Regions from separate parts of the Sus scrofa genome. Here region 2 is linked to region 1. A link is a contact called in public promoter capture Hi-C data. All regions are on one chromosome and are shown on one strand. The core of a region is the stretch at or near the end of the contact, and the rest is flanking DNA. Distances in the headings are between cores, read along the strand shown. Region 1 holds the start of CIZ1 (cip1-interacting zinc finger protein). Region 2 overlaps DNM1 (dynamin-1).

What was found. Promoter capture Hi-C pulls out the DNA fragments that hold promoters and counts their contacts.
Region 2: a promoter capture Hi-C map of liver shows a contact between it and region 1, with 4 times the contacts expected there. The contact joins the enhancer-like site here to the promoter of CIZ1 in region 1. A contact is called at or near these places in 2 of 5 promoter capture datasets (fetal skeletal muscle and liver), 19 of 47 Hi-C or Micro-C datasets (alveolar macrophages, brain, embryonic fibroblasts and 10 more) and 1 of 2 datasets of contacts at active chromatin or transcription factors (skeletal muscle).

What each region holds. Positions count from the first base shown.
Region 1 is chr1:268,640,137-268,644,666 of Sscrofa11.1, forward strand. It overlaps CIZ1 (cip1-interacting zinc finger protein), which reads right to left and starts at 1,928. Exons shown (of 19, transcript XM_013993898.2): 1 at 1,708-1,928; 2 at 961-1,135; 3 at 597-712. The coding sequence starts at 1,130.
Region 2 is chr1:268,701,221-268,705,563 of Sscrofa11.1, forward strand. It overlaps DNM1 (dynamin-1), which reads left to right. Exons shown (of 23, transcript XM_005660471.3): 23 at 394-1,013. The coding sequence ends at 454. It overlaps GOLGA2 (golgin subfamily A member 2), which reads right to left. Exons shown (of 26, transcript XM_021069501.1): 19 at 4,321-4,343; 20 at 4,166-4,241; 21 at 3,853-3,947; 22 at 3,310-3,558; 23 at 3,118-3,220; 24 at 2,919-3,025; 25 at 2,674-2,827; 26 at 1,605-2,584. The coding sequence ends at 2,367. Among named protein-coding and RNA genes, the nearest start is that of MIR199B, 12 kb to the left of the region's middle. Within about 2 kb of position 1,496, at least 6 of the 83 cell types and tissues checked have an H3K27ac peak or open chromatin away from gene starts, as enhancers often do. A contact at or near this core is called in liver, where this site is marked.

The sequences.
Region 1 (4,530 bases), core at 678-3,177:
AGCTACCCTGCGGGAGGGGCTGGGTCTGAAGACAAGCTGGCCCTGGGATTACCCCCACAGTGGCTGAAGTATTAGGAGTCACATCTTGGAAGGAAGGCCAGAAAGACAGCTCTCCACAGGGGAAAACTCGGGTAAGGGCTCAGGCTTAATGCAGAGGGCTAGAGACATCCATCCATTCAGTGATCCAGGCAGTCAGGAGGCCCAAGCCTCCATCTAGCTCAACCACTGCTGATGCTGTGTGACCCAGGGCAAATGACTTTCCTTCTCTGAACCTCAGCTTCCTCATCTGCCAAACAAGATGCGAAGGAGGGTGGTCAAAATAGACCTTTCCACCCATCATCTTCTAATGTGCATGTCAGCAAAGTGTGCTGAGTAGCGCCCACGGAGCTGGCACCATGGCCAAGGGCACACTGCCGTGATCAGACAGACCTGCATTCAGCTGAGCAACTGAGGGACTTCCACCTCCTAGAGCCTCAGTGTCCTCATCACTAGGACCCTGACAGTAGCTCCCTCTCAGGGTTGCCGTGTGGACTTGACATTGAATGCTGTTGAGGAGCTACCCTTAGGATGGAGAGAGACAGGGCCGGCGGCCGTACCTTGCAACTGCTGCAGAAGCAAAGCTCTCTGCAGCACAGAGCCGTTGAGGAGGGAGGCGGAGCTGGTGCCCTGGAGATTCAGGAGCTGCTGCTGTGGTTGCTGCTGGGGGAGCCCCCTGGGTGTTGAGAGCAGGAGTCAGACGGTTACTGGGAGAGTCAGATCCTCCCTCCTCCCTGAGATCCCTCTCCTCCATTCTCTGCCTGCCTCTACAGCAGACAGAGGATCCCCTTGGGGTGGGGAGTAGGGGCCTCCAGGACTCAGACAGGGATGCTCCGGGGAGAAATGTCTTGGGGGAGGGGACGCACCAAGGCATGCATCTGAGGGGCTGGGCTAAAGCCACCCACCCCTCCAGTGGGAGCTCACCGGCTGACGGCCATGGGCAGAGGAGCCTGCGGAGGGGACTGCTGGAGCAGCTGCTGGAGCTGCAGCAACTGCTGCTGTTGTAGCTGCTGCTGCTGAAGCTGTTGCTGCTGAAGCTGCTGCTGCTGCTGCTGGAACTGCTGGAGCTGCTGCTGCTGCTGCTGGTTGAACATGGTGGCTGAGGGAAGGCGGGGGGAGTCAGGCCGGATCTCCGTCACCCACTCCCAGCCCGCGGCGCTCAAATACCGCGGCTGAGTTTCACAGCTACTGTCCCGGTCCTGCCCAGAGCTGGCCACACTTGCGGCCCATCCTTTCAAAACCCCTCCAATTCCACCAGCAGAAGGGTTCGCCCCCCCGCCTCCTGCCAATTTCCCCCAAATCTTTCCAACAGTCCCCCTTTCAAACGTCCGACCCCGCCCCCTATCTCGCCAACTCTCCCGCTCGGTCCTTCCTGGAGGAGCGTCCGACACAAATACACCTCCCACCCCACCCTTCGGCCATTCTCCGCGCCAATCGCGTACCGATGCCAGCCCCTCTCCACTCACACCCCTTTGATACGCCCACCCCGTCCCAAGCGCACATTTTATGTCAATAACATCAGCCCCCGCCCCCACCCCCGCCGCTACCTTTCACTTTCATCCAAGAACGAAGTAGGACAGGCTTCCCTCCACTCTACTCCCCACCCCCATTCCACTAACCCCTTCCTTTACAGATCGAGCCAGCATTACACTTCAAATCCGGTATCCCCACCTGCCCGCGAAGCCCGCAGCCTCCGTTCAAGGGGCCCCTAAGTCTTCGGCCGTCCCCCCAGCGGTGCCCGGCCCGCGCCCCTCGCCTCCCAGGGCGGGAATCGCACGGCCTCCTCCCCGCACTCTCGCCGCGGTCGCGTAGGCCCCAGCGGCAGGGCAGGCCGGACAGGCCGGGAGGCTCCGGCTCGCGGATCCCCGGCTCCCCGCAGCTCCGCCGGGGCCTGGCGCTTCCGAAGGCGGTCTGCAGGCCGGGCCCAGGCAGCGCCCTCTGGAGGCCGGGAGGTCCGGGTGGCGCCCGCCGCGTCGCGAGATCCTGCCCAGCGCACCCGCAACGCGGCAGGGGCGGTGCCTGCTCACCCAGCGGCTGGGTAGTGGAGGGCTTAGTTCCGGGCTGCGAGGCGGTCCTGAGCAGAGCAGACCCTCCGTCCCTCGTTCTCCGCATCGTGAAGGGGCTGCTCTGAGCCCAAAGTCCATCCGTCGCCACCCAGAGTGATCTGTCGTCTGGCGGGGACCGTCTCCAACCGACCTCCCCGCGGGTGCCACTGTCCCGCGATCAAGGGCCCCGCGCGGGGCTGGGATGGGAGGGGCGTGCAGCTGTACATTAGGGGACTGAGACCGGGCGAGAAGGCGATCGGCATAGCGGGGCAGAAGAATTTGCCCTAAAAGGTATGGGAGGTGGGTTTGAAAGTTACTGTTTTTTCCCCCTAGGATTTGACTCGGGGGCGGGTGAGGAGGGCTGAGTTCAATGGTTAAAACAACCACAACAAAACCCGGCGCGCATCCTGCCCCCGAATGGTGCTGCCAGCAAAGACCCTTTAATTACGACTCCGTCCTGCGCCCCGGCGCCCTTCCCAATGGCCCCCACTTCGAGTCACCGAGCTGCGTTACTAAATAGCAATCTCTCTCCCCTTTGCAGTTACTCAAAGCCGTCCTCAACTCTTAACAGCCCCAGGCAATGCGCTCACTTTGCTTTAGGCGCAGACCACATGCCGCACGGCGCATGGTGGCGCTAGGGATGCGCAGACCTGAGGTCCACCCAAGGAGACCCGAGTGTCAACCAATCACTGCAGTCATGTGACCAGTGCTTCCCTAAAGCTCGGGACCCGCTCTACCGCCGCCCCGGGCGGCCGCACAGAGGTGCCTAACTCTGCTTGGACTTAGGCGGGAGGGCTGGGCGCGGCTAGACTCAGGGGACTTCGCGCCTTGGGCGGAAGGGCAACCAGGCTTTGAACACGGGCCTGAAGAGTTGGGTTTTATCTATGGAGGGCAGGGAGCGCTAGAGAAGAGAGTGTGACAGCATCGTATCCACCCAGATTAGAACGCTCGGCTCCAGTGAGAACCAAGGAAGAAGGGGTGGGGTCAAGTCAAGATCGCCCAGGCTTCCAAACAGATAGATCTATCTGGGACCTCGGAGGGGTCCGGGATTGAATTGGGGTCCCGCTGCCTTGTGGCTAGGCGCCCCTGGCGGACCTGAGCCTTTCTTCGTCTGTAAAATGAGTACCCCCTCCCGGGGGAAGAGTTGTATGTGTGAGGATGCTATTACATAACGTTTAGCACTGGCACCTGGCACAGGGCGAGCTTAGCAAATTGCCAAAGTACAAAAAGCTAAAAATAATGTTCGTGGTGGTAAAGGTAGAGAAGCCAGCACTGGATTCCTGTGTTGGTTCACCTTTCCAGAAAGCATTCTGCAAATTCTCCATCAAGACTCTTGAACGCCTTGAACACCTTGCCCCTTGATCTGGTCACCCCACTTATAGGAATCTAGCCCAAGAAAATAATCAGAAAGAAGTCTTTTCAAAACCCAGCAAGTCACTCACAGAAACATGATTTATCATAGCTGTCTGGAAAATAATCAACTTTGGGGAACAGCTAAATAAAGCATTGGTGTCCGCCTCCTAAGGCACACAGCCTTCAGGAATTATTTCAAAGGATTTTTTCATATTTTTAATTTTTATTTTTGTGTTTTTAAGGCCACACCTGCGGGATATGGAGGTTCCCAGGCTAGAGGTTGAAACGAAGCTGTAGCCAGCGGTCTACACTACAGCCTCAGCAACGCCGGATCCTTAACCTACTGAGCAAGGCAGGGATCGAACCTGCGTCCTCATGGATGCTAGTCAGATTTGTTTCCACTGAGCCACAATGGGGACTCCTCAAAGGATTTTGTTTATTATTATTATTATTATTTTGCCTTTTCTAGGGCCACTTCTGCGGCATATGGAGGTTCCCAGGCTAGGGGTCTAATTGGAGCTGTAGCTGCCAACCTACACCAGAGCCACAGCAACGCGGGATCTGAGCTGTGTCTGCGACCTACACCACAGCTCACGGCAACGCCAGATCCTTAACCCACTGAGCAAGGCCAGGGATCGAACCTGCAACCTCATGGTTCCTAGTCAGATTCGTTAACCACTGTGCCACAACCGGAACTCCAAAGGATTTGCTGTTATTTTTATTTAATTTTTTTTGTCTTTTAGGATTCTGTTGTTATTGTTGTCGTTGTCTTTCATCTTTTGAGGGCTGCACCCACAGCATATGGAGATCCCTGGCTAAGGGTCTAATCAGAGTTACAGCTGCTGTTCTGTGCCAGAGCCACAGCAACACCAGATCCAAGCTGCATCTGCGACCTACACCACAACTCATGGCAACCCAACGCCAGAACCTTAACCCACTGAGCGAGGCCAGGGATCGAACCTGCAACCTCATGATTCCCAGTCGGATTCGTTTCCACTGCGCCATGGAACTCCCAGGATTTTGTTTTAAATGAGGGTTGCCACGTTTATTTCAGGTTCTCTCTTGTTTTTTTTGTCTCTTTGTTTGATTGATTGAT
Region 2 (4,343 bases), core at 246-2,745, 61 kb after region 1:
ATGTTTCCCCAGGGCTAGGGGTGGCCCTAGGCCAGTGGGTTCAAAGACAGGAGGGCCAGAGAAGAGGGAAGCCAGAGGGGGCCGAGCACGTGTCTGGAGCTGTGGGTGCACTGCCTGGTGGTGTGTGAGAGACCAGTGTGTGTGGCGGGGGGCGCTGTCCCAGCCTTTACTCCAGAGCCCCGTGGAGCTCTGGCCCCCCCGCCCATCTCCCGCTCCTTCCACCTTCCCTTTCTCGTCTCTCTCCTCTATTCCAGAAGCTGGCCCACACCCTTCCCCGTGTCTTCTGCCCCGCCCGCCCTCCCCCCACCGCCGGGCTCGAAGGCCCTTGCCTTACCAGCTCTCCCCCCTCCCCTCTTTCTCTCCTTCTCTCTTTGCTTTCTCGCCAACTGCCAGCCGATCGGGTCAGGCAAGTCCATCCCGTCCTGAGAGCCCCAGGCCCCCCTTCGACCTCTAGCCAGATCCCTCCCAGTCCTCGGAGACCTCCCTTCCCAAGCCTGCCTGGACGGCTATTCTGTGACTTGACAGTGGCTACCCAGCCCCAAAGCCACCCCCTTCATCTGTGACTTAGTCTGTTGTAGTGGTGAGCTGACACATCCAGGCGCGATGTTGGTGAAACTTGTGCCCCTCTGTGGTGTTGCTCCTGCCCCGTTCTACAAATATCTATAAATACTCGTGTACAAACACACACACACACACACACACACACACACACACACACACAGCCTCGCCTCTAGTGTTGGGATCAATCACCACGCTGCCCTTGAGGAGTCTTGTGGCCTGACTGCAAGGGAGCACTGTCATCCTGGCATCCCCTCCAAAGCGTGCCACCTCTGATGAGCCGCCCTGTCAACGCCTGGCCTGCGGACAGCCAGCCCCTCTGCCCCCGTCCCCTCCTTCCCCACCTCGAGCGTGGGGGTGCTGTACTGGCAGCTGCGTGGTTCTCTGACCGCTACCAGTCTTGCTGTCTCCTGGCTGAGAATAAAACCCATTTCTGGACAATGGGGAACACTGTGTCCTCTGCTGGCTTGTGTTCTCTGTGGCGCTCCCGGGGAGGCAAAGGTTTAAACACTGGGTGAGGGGTGGGGGAAGGGCCCGGCGCTTGCCAGGGTGCTGTAAGAGGTGGCGGGAAAAAGCCCCATGCTTCGCCAGGCGTACTGGGAAACCACCTGGAGTCAGCCGATTCCTCAGCCCGTGAGCCTGCGCCAGGCGCCAGGGGGCCGGCCAGGCAGGCGCTGGGGAAGGACGGGTCCAACGGGCCGCCCCAGGGGCAAGGTCAGTGGAAAACACCTGGACCAGAGACCAGCACGCACCCGCCGCGCACGCCGCCTTCCCTGCCTGGGATTAGGTCAGGCTTCAGAGTCTCCCGGCCACCAGGGCAGGCCTGCCCCTGACCGCCCCTCAGCAGCCCTCTGGCTTCACCAGGCCGCACGGAGGGCACAGAACGTGGAGGATCCAACAGCCCCGTTGGACCGACTCAGGCGCGCTGGGCCTCTGCACAACCAGAAGCCTGCCCTCTGCTGGCAGGCCCCGCTCCCTGTTCCGTGCTCACAGCACAGACCCCAGGACCCAGGGATGGAAGAAAGGCACGTGCAAGCGCCAGGCGGTATGGCTAAATCCATTTATTCTGAAATAAAAAGTGAAATGAAACAGGAGTCGACTCACCCGGGCACAAACCCGTCCCCGCCTCCACCTCCTCTCCATCCTACGTTATCAATAAATAAGTTTCCCCAGCCCCAGATATTCAATGGAAACTCCTCCCCATTTACCAGCTCTGACCTCCCCTGTGATACAGGGGGCTGCTCTACCTCCAGAATATACAAAATGTTACACAGTTACAGTATAAACACTGGGGAGGGAGCCCATTCCGCCACCAGCTTATGTCCTTGCCTGGCCTCGGTTTGCCCCAACTTCCCAAGGCCTATTAGAGTGCTGCCCAGTTGTCTAGCTGGACAGGGGGGGACACTTGTGCCCCAAAGTGCCTCTGAATAGAGGATGCATAAGCCCCTCTTAATGAAGGACTGCTTGATGGGGGTGAAGAGGCTACCAGGGAGCCCCTGCTCCCCGAGAAGGGCAGCCTCCTAAATCAACTGTCTTTACCGAGCCTCTGGCTCTTTGTTTTTCTGGAACTATTAATCGTCCAGAGATCAAGACACAGCCCTGGCCAAGACGGCCAGGGGTCTGCACCTATGTGTCTCCCCCCATTAGAGGGGGGGGCTTGTTCCCCTTTCCAGGGGCATTAGCTTGCTAGTCTAGGATGACGACGTGACTGGGAAGGAGGGCAGGGAGGAGGGACAGGGTGGCGGGGACGGGTGGGGGCAGAGCCCCCGGCCCCAGTTCTCCGGTCTTTGCCTGCCAGCCTCAGGCACTTAGACCACCATGATCTTCACCTCGTCGTTGTCGTCAGCCCGGTAGAAAAAGGGGATGCAGGGGTTGCTGCCCAAGCCCAGGCGCTCCTGGGGGTTCTGGATCTCGCGCAGCAGCTGCATGATCTGCTGCGCGGTGGGGTTCTCGGTGAGGGTCTGGCCCAGCAGGGCCTCCCCTTGGGTGGGCTCCACATTGTCCGAGAGGCTCACCTCCAGGAGACCTTGGGAGAGGGAGGGGCAGGCTGGGGAGTGGTGTGCCAGCTCTCCCTGGCCCGCCCGGCCACCCGCCCTCCCCGAGGCTGCTACTCACCACCCTGGTTCTCAGCAGCGCCAAGCTCCTGGGGGGCTGGGGGCGCCACGGTGGGCTCCCCAGCAGGGTTCTGGGCAGCCAGGAATTTGCCTTGCCATTCATTGCGCTCGCCCACCAGGTGTAACACCAGCTCCTGGAGCTCCAGCAGCTTCACCTGGAGGGACAGGCGCTCAGCAACCCCACCCCGGCCCTGGCCCTGGCCCTGGCCCTGCCCGCCCCTCTGCAGAGATGGTCGGGACCCCTACCTTCATTTCCTCTTTGTCCTGAGCCAGCCGGCTAATGTACTCCTCCTTCTCGCGGTGCCGCTCCTTCAGCACCGCCCTCTGGCTCTGATAGAGAGCAATGTACTCTCCTGCAGGGAGCGGGCGGGCGGCAGGGCTCGGATGGTCCAGCACGGCTCCCCCGACCCCCACCGCCACCCCGGGCCCCGGGCTCCCGGCTCACCGATAGTGTCTGTCTCTCCGGACAGCTGGATGCAGCGATGTTCCAGTTCCTCTACCCGCTCCTTCAGATCCACTTTCTCTTGCATGAGTTCAGTAAAGCGGCCCTGTGGCCAGAATGGTAGGGTTGGGGCTCAGCAGCGACCTGCCCGCAGGCTCCTCCCCTCCCGGCCCCCGGTGGGGGCGACTTGCTCACCTGCAGCTTGTCCATGGCCACCTGGAGGGCCTGGTGGGTCTCCACAGGCACACTGTCCCCCCCGGTCCCGGGGGCTGACACACTGTCCCCCTCGGTCCCGGGGGCTGGGGCCTCCTTCTCCACCCCATCTTGGGCTGGAGCTACCAGGTGAGCCAGGCGCTGGCAGCGAAGCTTCTGCTCCTTCAGCTCCCTTCGGAGTCGTGCCTGCTCTTCCTCGGCACTGGCTAAGGCCGAGTTAAAAAATTCCACCTGCAGGCAAAAGGTGTGCATGTGTTTTTTTGGGGGGGCCATGCTCATGGCACATAGAAGTTCCTGGGCCAGGGATGTAAGCCTCGCCAGACAGTGACAAGGTCGGATACTTAACCACTAGGCCACCAGGGAACTCCGTGCGTTGGGAGGGGCACTCAGGACCAGCAGGGAGACTATGACAGTGGCTCCCAAGGGAGTTCGGGGTCCAGAGGAGTCAGAGGGAGGGAAACGAAGAAGAGCAGGTACAAGACGAAAGCGGGGGTGAGATGGGCAAGGAAGGGGAGCTCAGCTCACCACGGCCTCTCGGCTATCCAGCTCCTCTGGCACACTCAGCTTTGGCCGGGGAGCTTCCCCGGCCTTGTCCTCGTCCTCAATGTCCAGCTCAGTTCCTGGAGGGGGGCAGCCAGAGGGTCCTCAGACAATCCGGCCAGAGAGATGGAGCAGGCCGGGAGGAAAGCTCGGGGCCCAGCTCTGCCTCCCACCTCTCAGTGCAGCCCTGGGCCAGCCGTCGCCAGAGGGAAAGGATCCGTTGTTGTAAAGGCCTCCTCTAACTCAGTTCTCGGCTGCTTCCACGCCCCCCACCCCCTCCCCGGGCCATGCCACTTGCCTTCCCCAGGCACAGCCATGAGGGTCAGCTGGGCCTGTAGCTGCTGGTTATGCTGGTTGGCAGCTTCCAGGCGCCCCTACGAGGCCAGGAAAGAGAGTGAGCAACATGGAGTGCAGGCCTCCCTGCCTCGCGGCCCAGCACTCCAAGTCCCTGACCTGGGCCTCCTGTAACTCTTGCC